Linked DNA regions of Sus scrofa: region 2 is linked to region 1. Evidence: chromatin contacts called from public Hi-C data. All regions are on one chromosome and are shown on one strand. Each heading gives the region's core, a stretch centred on a gene start, on an enhancer-like site or on the middle of the called end of the contact. The rest is flanking DNA. Distances are from core to core; before and after follow the strand shown.

Region 1 (5,469 bases), core at 2,515-5,014:
AGAATGTGTGATGTGAGCCAACTAAAAAAAAGTATTTTGTTCTGGTTTATCTCTTTTTTTTTGGAGTGATCCTGAGAAAATAGGAAGCAATGAAAGAAGAACTTTATTATGAAATATTCATTACAACTTGCAACTTTAAAGATGTGTGTGTATATGTGTGAGAAGAGATTTTGAAGCGCTTTCCCACATAATCTCTAATTTAATCACTACCATCTACTGTAATGTATTATGGTTCCTTTATTATTAAGCTTCCTGGAGACAAATGAAAAAAAAAATCTGAAATTCAGAGGACCATTGGTGAAGCTTATAAACATAGAAGCCACATTTGACCAAAATTTTAGTATTTTCCTTTAAGTAAAGCATGGGCAGGTGATATTGAATAACTGCTTTATAGTAAATGTTGATTATTGCTATTACTAAAATGATTTCTATGGCAGAATGTTGTTGGAAGAATGAAAAACTTTTTAATGGATTTTTTTTTTTTCTTTTTATGACTGCACCTGTGGCATATGGAAGTTCCTGGGCCAGGGGCTGAATCAGAGCTGCATCTGAGGCCTGTGCCGCAGCCATAGCAACACTGGATCCCAGCCTTATCTGCAGTCTACGCTGCAGCTTGTGGCAATGCCAGATCCTTAACCCACTGAGCGAGGCCAGGGATTGAACCCGCATCCTGACAGAGAAAGTATCAGGTTGTTAACCCACTGAGCTACAGTGGGAACTCCCTTAGTGGATTTATTAGTCATTTCTTCTAAAGTCCACTCTGCTTTGCTGTTAATCTAACCTTTTTAGTTACACTGTAAAAGTTGGTTATTATGACCCTGGGTCTACAGAGATTATAACACAAAGTGAAACAATCAGCACAGGGCAAAGCTGGGATTTGAATCCTTGCTTTTTACCTTCAATTACAGAGCTTTTCCTCAACACTAAGTTGTATCTCATGTTAGTGCTATTATTATTTTCTATTAAAAGAAGAAAAAATTCTCACCATTATTTTTCTTAATCATGACCATTCAGAGCTGTATGGAAATTGAAATAACATGTGAAAATTGCTTAGAATCACCTGTGCATTGGTGTATATGGAATGATGGATGAAAGTTAAAACAACCAAAGTGATTCCTATACGTCATTACCAAGAAGACATTATTTCAGAGAGTCTTTGGAAAATCACTTGACATATCCATTAATTCTGGTGAATTATGTCATCTTGCTTAGCTTGTTAGATGTCATTGATGGTTTTATTGATATTAAAATGAGATTAAAATTACATTTAAGTTTACTGATATTTTTGTTATTAATATGTTCATATATTATCATGTCCTGTGGTGTATTAAGTGCTTCCTCTGTAAAAATTATTTACTGAGAAAGAAATCTCCAAGTTATATGATGTGTATCTTGAAATGTCACCATTTGAAGTGTCATACATACCCACCCAATGTGGTTCCTGGTAGACTGAATTTGCATTTTCATATCTCACCCTCTGCCTTACTTCAGTTCCCCTACTAGGCCCAATTCAGATTTATCTCATACCATTTTTATTAAACAGGGCTCTATAACAGATGGGAAAAGAGTAAAAACACATTCCAGCCCTTAAACAGTTTTTATTTTCATTAGAAACCTGACAAATGAAAATGATAATGTAACTAAAAATATAAAGCTATAAATTCTGTTTGTGAAGTGGCTTTATGTTCAACTTCTCAGATGGTTTAATTGAAGTTTCTTGGGGCCAGGACCAGATCAGAAGGTTAAAAGAGGGGAGGTATTGGGGTGGCAGGATGTAGATTAACCTCAGGTAGATCTGAGTTCAAGTTTTGATTTTACCCTTTACTTCTCTAGGAATTTGGCCTTACTAGTTTAAGTGGCTACCTAAGCTCTTTCAATTTGTTCTTACATTAAAATAGAGGTACATATATCTCTAAGAGTTGTTTTTAAAATTAAGCAAATAAATTGGCAGAGTGTCTGTCACAAGATAATGGTCAAATTGATGGAAGCTGCCATCTTTATTGTTGCTATTATTATTATTAAAATTAAAGTGTGAATATTAACCCTAGGAGTAATAATTCATAGTTTTTTCATCCATAGATTTTTAATCATAATTGTCCAAATATAACTATGGTTGGCCAATTTTGAAAACACCTTGGTTTTATCCTTTTTTATTCTATGATAATGCTTTGCTAATTGACACTTTAGGATTATCTTGTTTTATTCCTGTTAAATTATACTATGTTGATAGGTCCTTTTTCTGAATGCAAAACACCTTTCTCGGAGAGAAACGTTACTTGAACTATATCAATATAGAAGAAGAAAGGATTCATTTTTATGGTATCTCTTTAAGAAGGAGGGTTTTGTTTTTTGTTTTTTGTTTTTTGTTTTTTTTTTTTTTGTTTTGTTTTTGGCTTTTTAGGGCCTCAACTGAGTCACATGGACATTACCAGGCTAGGGGTTGGATTGGAGCTGCAGCTACTTTCCTACGCCACAGCTCATGGCAACGCCAGATCCTTAACCCACTGAGTGAGGCCAGGGAGGGAACCCTAGTCCTCATGGATGCTAGTTGGGTTTGTTACTGCTGAGCCATGATGGGAGCTCCCAAAGAAGGAGCATTTTTTTTTATTGAATTAGTATTATAGATAATAATGTAAGTGAACATTATGTAATGAAAACTATAAAGTAAACCAGTGATTTTTATTAATTTAAAAAGTCTTTTTTGTTTTCCAGATTATCAAATGAGGCAGAGAGATTTTAGAGATGTTAGTAATTATATCATTACAGGAAAATAATTAATTGATTTGCTAGGAATTTTATCTTGGGTCCTATTCATCTCTGGGATTCATATTTGAAATTTAGCCAGTCTCTTAAAATTGTGTTTACTCTTGGTCTATGTGTATAACTTTTTCAGGGAGAGGGTCCATATGTCATCAGATCCTCAAAGAGATGCTTAACTCCACTCATTAAGAAAGATAACCTCCCCTGTTTTAGAGGTCACCAGTCTCCCAAGCCATTTATATCAATGTTGGTTAAATGAAAGCCAGCTTTCCCTTTTCCTCTTGCCATATTAGGAGGTAGAGTCTAAAAAGAGAACTGAGAATTTGGTGGTGATGGAAGTGGGGGTTCTAATAATTACATTAAAAAATGCAATGACTGTACAATATAACATGTAGACACAATTATATCACAATATATGGTTTTGATAACATGTTCATATTTGTTTGCACATCTCCTCTGGGCAGTGCATTTATAAGGTGAGGCATAGAGATGGATAAGGCATGGGTTCTTTCCTCTGAGAGGGAGGCCACACAGATATTCATTCACATTTGATTATTGAGGCGATGGAAGTTCTGTGATGAAACTGCTTGTACCCGGTTCTACAGGTACAAAGCAATCAAGGAGATTCCTGAGTCCTTTATACTATAATATGCTTTCTATTGCCTGGCATGTAATTATTACCCATACATTTTTACTTATTCCTCTTATATGTGAATTTAAAATGTCATATTTGTTCTGCTTCCATTAATGCAGTTTTGAATGATGATTCATCAGTGCAGTGGCCTATTTTAGTGAACCACAATAGCTTGGGTAGAAAGAAAAAAAAAAAGATTCAACATACTCAGGAATGGAAAGCAGCCATCTTTTTATAGCTAAAATTGCAAACATCTGGCAATTACTCTATTCTACCTCCCTTCAAAAAAAGAAGAATCGTCCGTTCAACTGTGGAGCCTGCCACTGTGTTTAATCAAGGCAGCTATGCAAGCCTCAAGGAGCGATAGGTTTTGATTCAAGGAGGCCATTGCCTAACCCAGTTGGCCAGACTCTCTTTGGAAAATACACCATTTAATACTGCCCATATGCTACTGTGTTATGTAATGATAATAATGGTAATATGGCAATTAATGGCTGTAGAAAATCCGTATTTGCTTTCCTGCCCTAGCTCATTTGTGGTGTCTTTTATGATAGCTTTTATGTTTTTGCAACTTAACTGTTCAGGTCAAGTTTGCCTCTCTCCATCCTCTGGAGCTTTTCGTATTCCTGAGTCGAAGGTTCAGCTATATCAATGCAAGTCATACTTACTGATTTGATTTTTATTATAAACTGGTCTAGTAAAACGTTGAGGGAACAAATTCATTTCTTTTGAAAGCCTGACAGTGATCTTATAGTCAAAAAACAATCCACTGTGCCTATGATTCCCTCATACCCCACCCTTTTTTCTTATTATGATAATTGCTTGTGAAACTAGTTCTTCCCTCCCTGGCAAAAGTCAGCTCTGCTGGCAGGGGAAGTGAGAATGACGGGTGGTTTGCAATAAGGGCTGAGAGTCAGAACTTCTGCATTTTTCTCTTGGGGCCAATGCCAGCTTTCACTCTGGCCATGACCAATGTACTCACCTTTCTATTCCCCATTTACCTTTCTCTTCCTCTGAGCCACTGAAGGGGATAGGTGGACTTTTCCCTTCCCAGGTTCTGCCAACCTTGCTGTCACTGTTTGCGTTTGGCTCTAGGGTATCTTGGTCAATGATCATTATGTGAAGGGATGGAAAAGATGTAGTTTAAAAAAAAAAAAGTTTCAATGGCATGGCAATTTTCAAAAACAACCTCAAGTACTAAAAATAGGATGTTTTCTGGTGTTATAGTGTTAGCATTTTATGGTACTTGGAAATCATAGGCATGCAGTGGGGGCCATGAGCTTATTATACCCTTGCTTTTTATGCCTTTGGTAGAACTATGTTCAATACCAAAGCCACTGCCTTAGCTTTGATATTATAATTTTACTAAGCTGTCTCTCCTGCCAGTCTTCCCAAAATCCCACTGAATTTTGCAAACATTTCATTAACTTAACTGCAACTTTACAAAAGTTGAGATTGTGATTGGGGGGGGGGGTTCTGTTTAAAAACATATATAAAGGGAAGAAAAGAAGCAAGAACTCCTAATAACCTAAAATGCATATCTTAGTACAACTATTCCATAGAGACCTTGATGGAATAATGGTCTCTGGAATCTCAAAATGTGTGTCTCCCTTTCTCTGTCTGTATCCAGTAAATTACTGATAGTTCTAGCTTTTCTCCCTCATGAGCACATCTTAGAACTTGGACTTGTTATAGGCAATATTGTTGCCCAGTGCTTTTCTCCTTGATGACCTTCCTAAAGTGGAAGAGCCTGTGCCACTTTATGGCTGTGTTGTACTCTTACTTAAGGGCTTAAAAATCCACAAACTTTTTAGAACACAACCTGTGCTATATTGCAGAGGACTTTAAATGTCTCAGTAGTTCTCTACCTTCACGACATGCAAGAATCACCTGGGGAACTTTAAAAAAATGCTGAGACTTGGCCTTCACTCTCAGATAATTCTAATATAATTGGTCTAGGATAGGCACCTTTTCTTTTTTAAAAACATTTTCCAAGTCTTAGAACCACTGAGACAGTCCAATCTCTCCTCTGATACTTGAGTTCCTATCACGTCTAACAAGATGTTTTTCATGCT
Region 2 (6,011 bases), core at 2,958-5,457, 510 kb after region 1:
TCTAATACTGGACTCCCGTTCTACAGATAGGGAAACTGAGACATAAACTGGCACTTGCTCAAAAGAACGTGGATCTTATCCAGGGGTTAATAGCCAATAATTAACCAGTGTCCGCTGAGGCACCACAGTAAGAGAGAAATTCAAGTTACATTTGAGGGATCTAGGTCAAATATAAAGAAGACTGTCTTGGAAGAGAGGGTTGTGAAAACTGTTTTTTTTTTTTTTTTTTTAAGAAATCTTTAAGAATGTAATAGAGTCTCCCGTGTTGAAAGTTTAAATGTGGCACTACTTGCCAGGCTAGACCATCTCTCATTTCCTCTCAATTAAAAATAATCCAAGACTTGGCTCGTTTTTGAAAGTCTGACACCTAGTGGTCACCATCTCTGGGTTGTGCCAAAGGGAGAAAAGGCCAAGAAAAGGGGACCACTCAGACTCTGATTTGGGAAAAGGAAATAATCTTAGAAATTTCCTAGTCAAATTAACCAAAACACAAGAAATGATTTCTAGCACCAGTGACTTTGTAGTAAAGCTTGAAGTGGAACCCAGGACATTTTGCTGGTGCTCTAGTTTCAAGATCCAGTGCCTACATCTTTCAGAGTCTCCACCTTCAGTGACTCTGGAAGCCAGACTCTGGCCAGATTTTTAGGCTTCTAATATGCCTGCAGTCTTGTTCACTAGTCATTAGAAAGAAGACATTTTCTTAAGGTAGTAGAGTAAGAAGAAGAATCTATTCTGTTCTGAGCACTATATCATGGACAATTGACCTCAGAAACACAGCCCTCTCTCAGCCTTTATTTATTAAAATGGGGGACACTATGGACCTCTAAGGGCTGGTGCAGAGCAATGTTTATGATTTTCAAGCATACACTCTATCTTGGCTGGGTTCCTCACAAGTGATGGCACTGTTAACCTTTACAAAAGCACTCTTCCCTGTTAGAATAGTAACCCCTAGTTTGGGGTTTGCAGAATCCTGTAGGGTCAGACTTCCTGAGGAGGTTTGTGAGCTCACTGAAGCTGGGTGGTGTTGTTACTATATCAGTGTCTTTCCTTGGAGAAAAGCTTCCTTAGATTTCATCCGAAGGATCTACTACCACCTCATAATTCTTACAAATCACTGAATTAGCCTTGGAATGAAGTTTCTGAGAAAGTGAAAGATGCAAGTTCTGTTTTCATAGAGTTGGTGTTTCTTTGGCTCCTTGATGACCTAGAGACAGTAGATATACATTGCTTCTTTTTTTAATTTTTAAATTATAGTTGATTACTATATTCTGTCATTTTCTGCTGTTCAGCAAAGTAACCCAGTTGTACACATATATATACATTCGTTTTTTCACATTATCCTCCATCATGTTCCATCACAAGTGATCAGATGTAGTTCCCTGGGCTATACAGCAGAATGTCATTGCCTATCCATTCCAAATGCAATAGTTTGCATCTACTAACCCCAAACTCCCAGTCCCTCACACTCCCTTTCTCTCCCTTTTGGCAACCACAAGTCTTTTCTCCATGTCCACGAGTTTGTTTATTTTCTATAAATAGGTTCATTTGTGCCATATATTAGATTCAAGATATTAAGTGATATCATATGGTATTTGTCTTTCTCCTTCTGACTTACTTCATGTAGTACGAGAGTCTCTAGTTCCATTCATGTTATTGCAAATGGCATTTTTTCTTTTAATGGCTGAGTAGTGTTCCATTGTATATATGAACCATATCTTCTTAATCTATTCATCTGTTGATGAACATTTAGGTTGTTTTCCATGTCTTGGCTATTGTGAATAGTACTGCAATGAACATAGGGTGCATGTGTCTTTTTCAATGAACTCCTTGTTGGGATTTATGCCCAGGAGTAGGATTGCTGGATCGTATGGTAATTCAATATTTAGTTTTCTGATGTACCTCCATACTGTTTTCTGCAGTGATTGTACCAATTTACATTCCCACCAACAGTGTAGGAGGGTTCCCTTTTTCCCCACTTCTCCAGCATTTGTTGTTTGTAGAATTACTAACGATGGCCATTCTGACTGGTATGAGGTGGTACCTCAATGTAGTTTTGATTTGCATTTCTCTAATAATTAGTGATTATTATTTGAACACTTTTTCATGTGACTGTTGGCCATCTGTATATCTTCTTTGGATGCTTCTGCATTCAGGATACAGTAATTCAATTCTCATTCTCTCCTTCTGTCCTTCTCTTCCATGTTGACGTGTTGAGGAACACTCATTAGTCTTCAGATGTAACTTCCACTTAACTGACCATTAACCTTTCCTTTTGTAAAGCATGACAGATCCCCTTAGCACACTAAATACTCAGGGCTGTGAGGCTACTCTGTGGGGTCCTGGTTCCCCTCTCCTCCCACCAGTTGAGTTGCATGCTTACCAAGGGTCATTTGATCTTTTACTCAAAATTGTTTATGACAGTTGCATTAATTAATACAATTATATAACTTAAACATTATGCAGACAAATGAAGTATGAATGTGAAAATCAAAAAATTAATTTTATTGGATTGTAGTTAATTCACAATGTTGTATTGGTTTCAGGTGTACAGCCAAGTGAATCAGTCGTACATATAATATATACATTCTTTTTTCCAATATAAGTTATTACAAACTATTGAGTAGGTTTTCCTGTGTGATACATTAGGTTCTCATTAATCATCTATTTTATACAGTAGTGGTATGTATTATTCCCACCCTCCCAATTCTTCCCCCCCAACAACTTCTAGGGTTACCATTAGATTGGTTTTGAAATCTGGGAGTTTGCTTTTTAAATAAGTCCTTTTGTATCATTTTTGAAAATAAAGAGATTTTTTCAATGACTATTAAATTAATTGCTCTAGAAAGGCTTAAAGGAGATGAATTCCTAAAAAATACTCTTATCATTAATTTAAGGATGAAGCAACCATAAGGAGGGACAAAAAATTAAAAGCTGGAAGAACTCTGAAAGTTTTTAAAGAAAAATAAAACAAAAGCAACCAAAATAAAAACAAAAATACCTGTATCTGGAAGTAATGGAGAATACATTATGGGTGGTTTAGTGAAGAAAAATGAGAAGGAACTCTGGAAGAGGCTTAAAGAAAGGACTTGGCCCATTGACTGGCAAATGAATGTCATCAGTTAAAAAATATGCATTCATATATCACCTTTTCTGACTAGCTGACAGTGGTGGCAGTACATTTCTTTAGTATTAAGATAAAAATACTAAAGTGAGGTTCAAGAGAATTAGTTTGCTTATGTTTCCTGAGTACAACTCTCTTGAGGGTCTGATCTTTTTAAACTTCTCGTAAAATCTTTTTAATTCCTGTAAGTCTGTTTCTTGCAGGCACTTCTCACAAACCTTTTCCCTCTTGATAGTTAAGTAAGCTTTGCTGTGGAGCCAAGCACCAAAAATTCAGTATTCAAAACCTCTGTTAATTTAATGTTCGTTCACTTTAGAAAACCAGTCGTATTCACTCACAATCTGGAACCAGCTTTCACTGCTCAATGTCTCATGATTTTAACAGTGCAGGGCCATTTGTGGTCACTATCAACATTACACACTCCATCTACAGAGTGTATGAGCCACAAATGTGGGTCTGCTCTTGGCCTTAGCCTTGCCTTCTGGGGAATGCATGCTGTGTAAACAATATACCTGATAAGGAGAATGAACTGTGCAAAGATGTTCACTGCAGCACTATATATAAAATAGCAAATACACCAAAAACTGATTAAATAATTTAGCAACAGGGGGAATCATTTTATTACAATATTTTGGCCAATATTTATTACATTGTTATAAATATGTAAATATAACTGTAAATTTAAAATATATTTATATATTTTATAAAAATGTAAATAGTTACTGCTGATGTTTATGTAGTCATGAAAATAATAATCATGATAATTATGAAGACTTTTAGCCATGATTATTGGGAAAATGTTTATGATAGTAAATAAACATAAGTGAAGAAAGAAAATTGAAAAATGGAATAAACCTCATGTTTACAAATGCATAAATGATTACCAATGAAATTGGTAAGCTGGGGAAGAGTTGGGGTTTTTATCTTTTGCCTATTTTTCACTTAAGTTTCATTCTTTCGATGATTAGAAAATCCCACATTATGCAACAGTTCACCAGTTTTTCAATCCTGGTATCCCAGGAGGCCTTGAGATGTCTGAGGTTTGACGTCGAGCTGCCCAGAACCACAGAATTACCCCCCAGAGGAGCGAGGATTAGGCAAGAGCTCCCTGAATTATGGATGGACTGGGTTGGAAAGTACCTTTGAGGTCATACTAGTCCAATGCCCTCATTCGACAAATAAGATTTATTATCACACATACTAGTAATTTGACCTGAACAAGTTACTCATCTACTCTACACCTTGGTTTCCTCATCTGCAAAATAGAATAATAAAAGTCTCTATGCCCCCTGTTTGCTGTGAGGTTTAAGTGATATGAAGGCAGTGCATGGCACAGAGTAAGCCCTTAATCAGTGTTTGTTTTGAATACGACAAAAGCTAGTGGCTGAGTCTAGGCCAGAATTCAGGTTTCCTGACTCCTTCACTATTTCTATCTCACCACATCAGAGACCTTTCATCTGAGTCCAGGCTGCAGTCCTTTGCTTTGCCTGGTACTGGGCAAGAAAAAGCCTAGTCCAGTACCACTGAGGATACTGTCCTTTACGTAACTCTTGCCTATCAGGTGATTAATGGCATACACTGCAGTCAGGACTACATATGAAAACTGTCGTGATATCATACTTAACTGAACTGAAAATATGTTTTAAATACGACAGAAGAGGGTTCAAGTCCTATGATTATTTAGGTCCTGCTTCTTTTTTTTTTTTTTTTTTTTTTTGTTGTTGTTGTTTTGTTGCTATTTCTTGGGCCGCTCCCTCGGCATATGGAGGTTCCCAGGCTAGGGGTCGAATCGGAGCTGCAGCCGCCGGCCTACACCAGAGCCACAGCAACGCGGGATCCGAGCCACGTCTGCAACCTCCACCACAGCTCACGGCAACGCCGGATCGTTAACCCACTGAGCAAGGGCAGGGACCGAACCCGCAACCTCATGGTTCCTAGTCGGATTCGTCAACCACTGCGCCACGATGGGAACTCCCTGCTTGACTTCTTGATCTGTACTTGCTTTTATGAGCTTTGCTTTTCTGCTTGACTTCTTCTTCTTTCTTTTTTTTTTCTTTTTAGGGCCATACCCGAGACATATTGGATGTTCGCAGGCTAGGAGTCAAATCAGAGCTACAGCTGCCAGCCTCTGCCACAGCCACAGCAACACAGAATCTGAGCCATGTCTGTGATCTATACCACAGCTCATGGCAATGCCAGATCCTTAACCCACTGAACGAGGCCAGGGATTGAACCTGTGTCCTCGTGGATCCTAGTTGGGTTTGTTAACCACTGAGCCATAAAGGGAAATCTCCTGCTTGACTTCTTGATCTGTACTTGCTTTTATGAGCTTTGGTTTTCTTATTGACAAGATGGGATCAATAAGGATCATCTTTCCCGTACAAGTGTGATGTGAGCTGCCATAGGTAAATGGGCTTTGTAAAATGTAAAGTAAAATACAATTCAAAGCGGTACTTTAGTTTTTTTAAATTATTTTTATTTTAAAACTACTTTTGTAGTGCATTCTATGTGCCATGCATTATCCCAAAGACTTTACAAGAAGTAATTGAATGCATTTTCATAGCAGTCCTATAAAGTAAGTACTATTATTGTCCCAGCTTTACTCAAGGGGGTGCAAGGAGATTTAGGAGCTTACTCTACATCACAGAGCTGGTAAGTGGTGGCACTGAGATTTGAATTTAGGACTTTGTAGTTTGACCACAGAGTCCGTGCATAGGCCTCATGCTGCTTTATTAGTGCCTTGGCCTAAAAGTAAAGAAACATAGGTTTTAGAGTCTGTTCTCCTTCCACACATGGTTCTATATAGTCCATACAGTCTAGTTTAATGCATATAGTCCAGTCTAATGTAATGCAATCCAGTGCAGTCCCGTCTAATCCAATCCAATCCTAT

Evidence for each region. Hi-C and Micro-C count contacts between places; a contact is called where the count stands out from the background.
Region 2: a Hi-C map of embryonic fibroblasts shows a contact between it and region 1, with 3 times the contacts expected there. The contact joins two enhancer-like sites. A contact is called at or near these places in 1 of 47 Hi-C or Micro-C datasets (embryonic fibroblasts) and 2 of 2 datasets of contacts at active chromatin or transcription factors (alveolar macrophages and skeletal muscle).

The regions. Positions count from the first base shown.
Region 1 is chr13:126,025,162-126,030,630 of Sscrofa11.1, forward strand. All of the region lies in intron 3 of LPP (lipoma-preferred partner), which reads left to right. Among named protein-coding and RNA genes, the nearest start is that of LPP, 250 kb to the left of the region's middle. Within about 2 kb of position 3,765, at least 5 of the 83 cell types and tissues checked have an H3K27ac peak or open chromatin away from gene starts, as enhancers often do. A contact at or near this core is called in alveolar macrophages and embryonic fibroblasts, where this site is marked.
Region 2 is chr13:126,539,229-126,545,239 of Sscrofa11.1, forward strand. All of the region lies in intron 1 of TPRG1 (tumor protein p63-regulated gene 1 protein), which reads left to right. Among named protein-coding and RNA genes, the nearest start is that of TPRG1, 12 kb to the left of the region's middle. Within about 2 kb of position 4,208, at least 6 of the 83 cell types and tissues checked have an H3K27ac peak or open chromatin away from gene starts, as enhancers often do. A contact at or near this core is called in alveolar macrophages and embryonic fibroblasts, where this site is marked.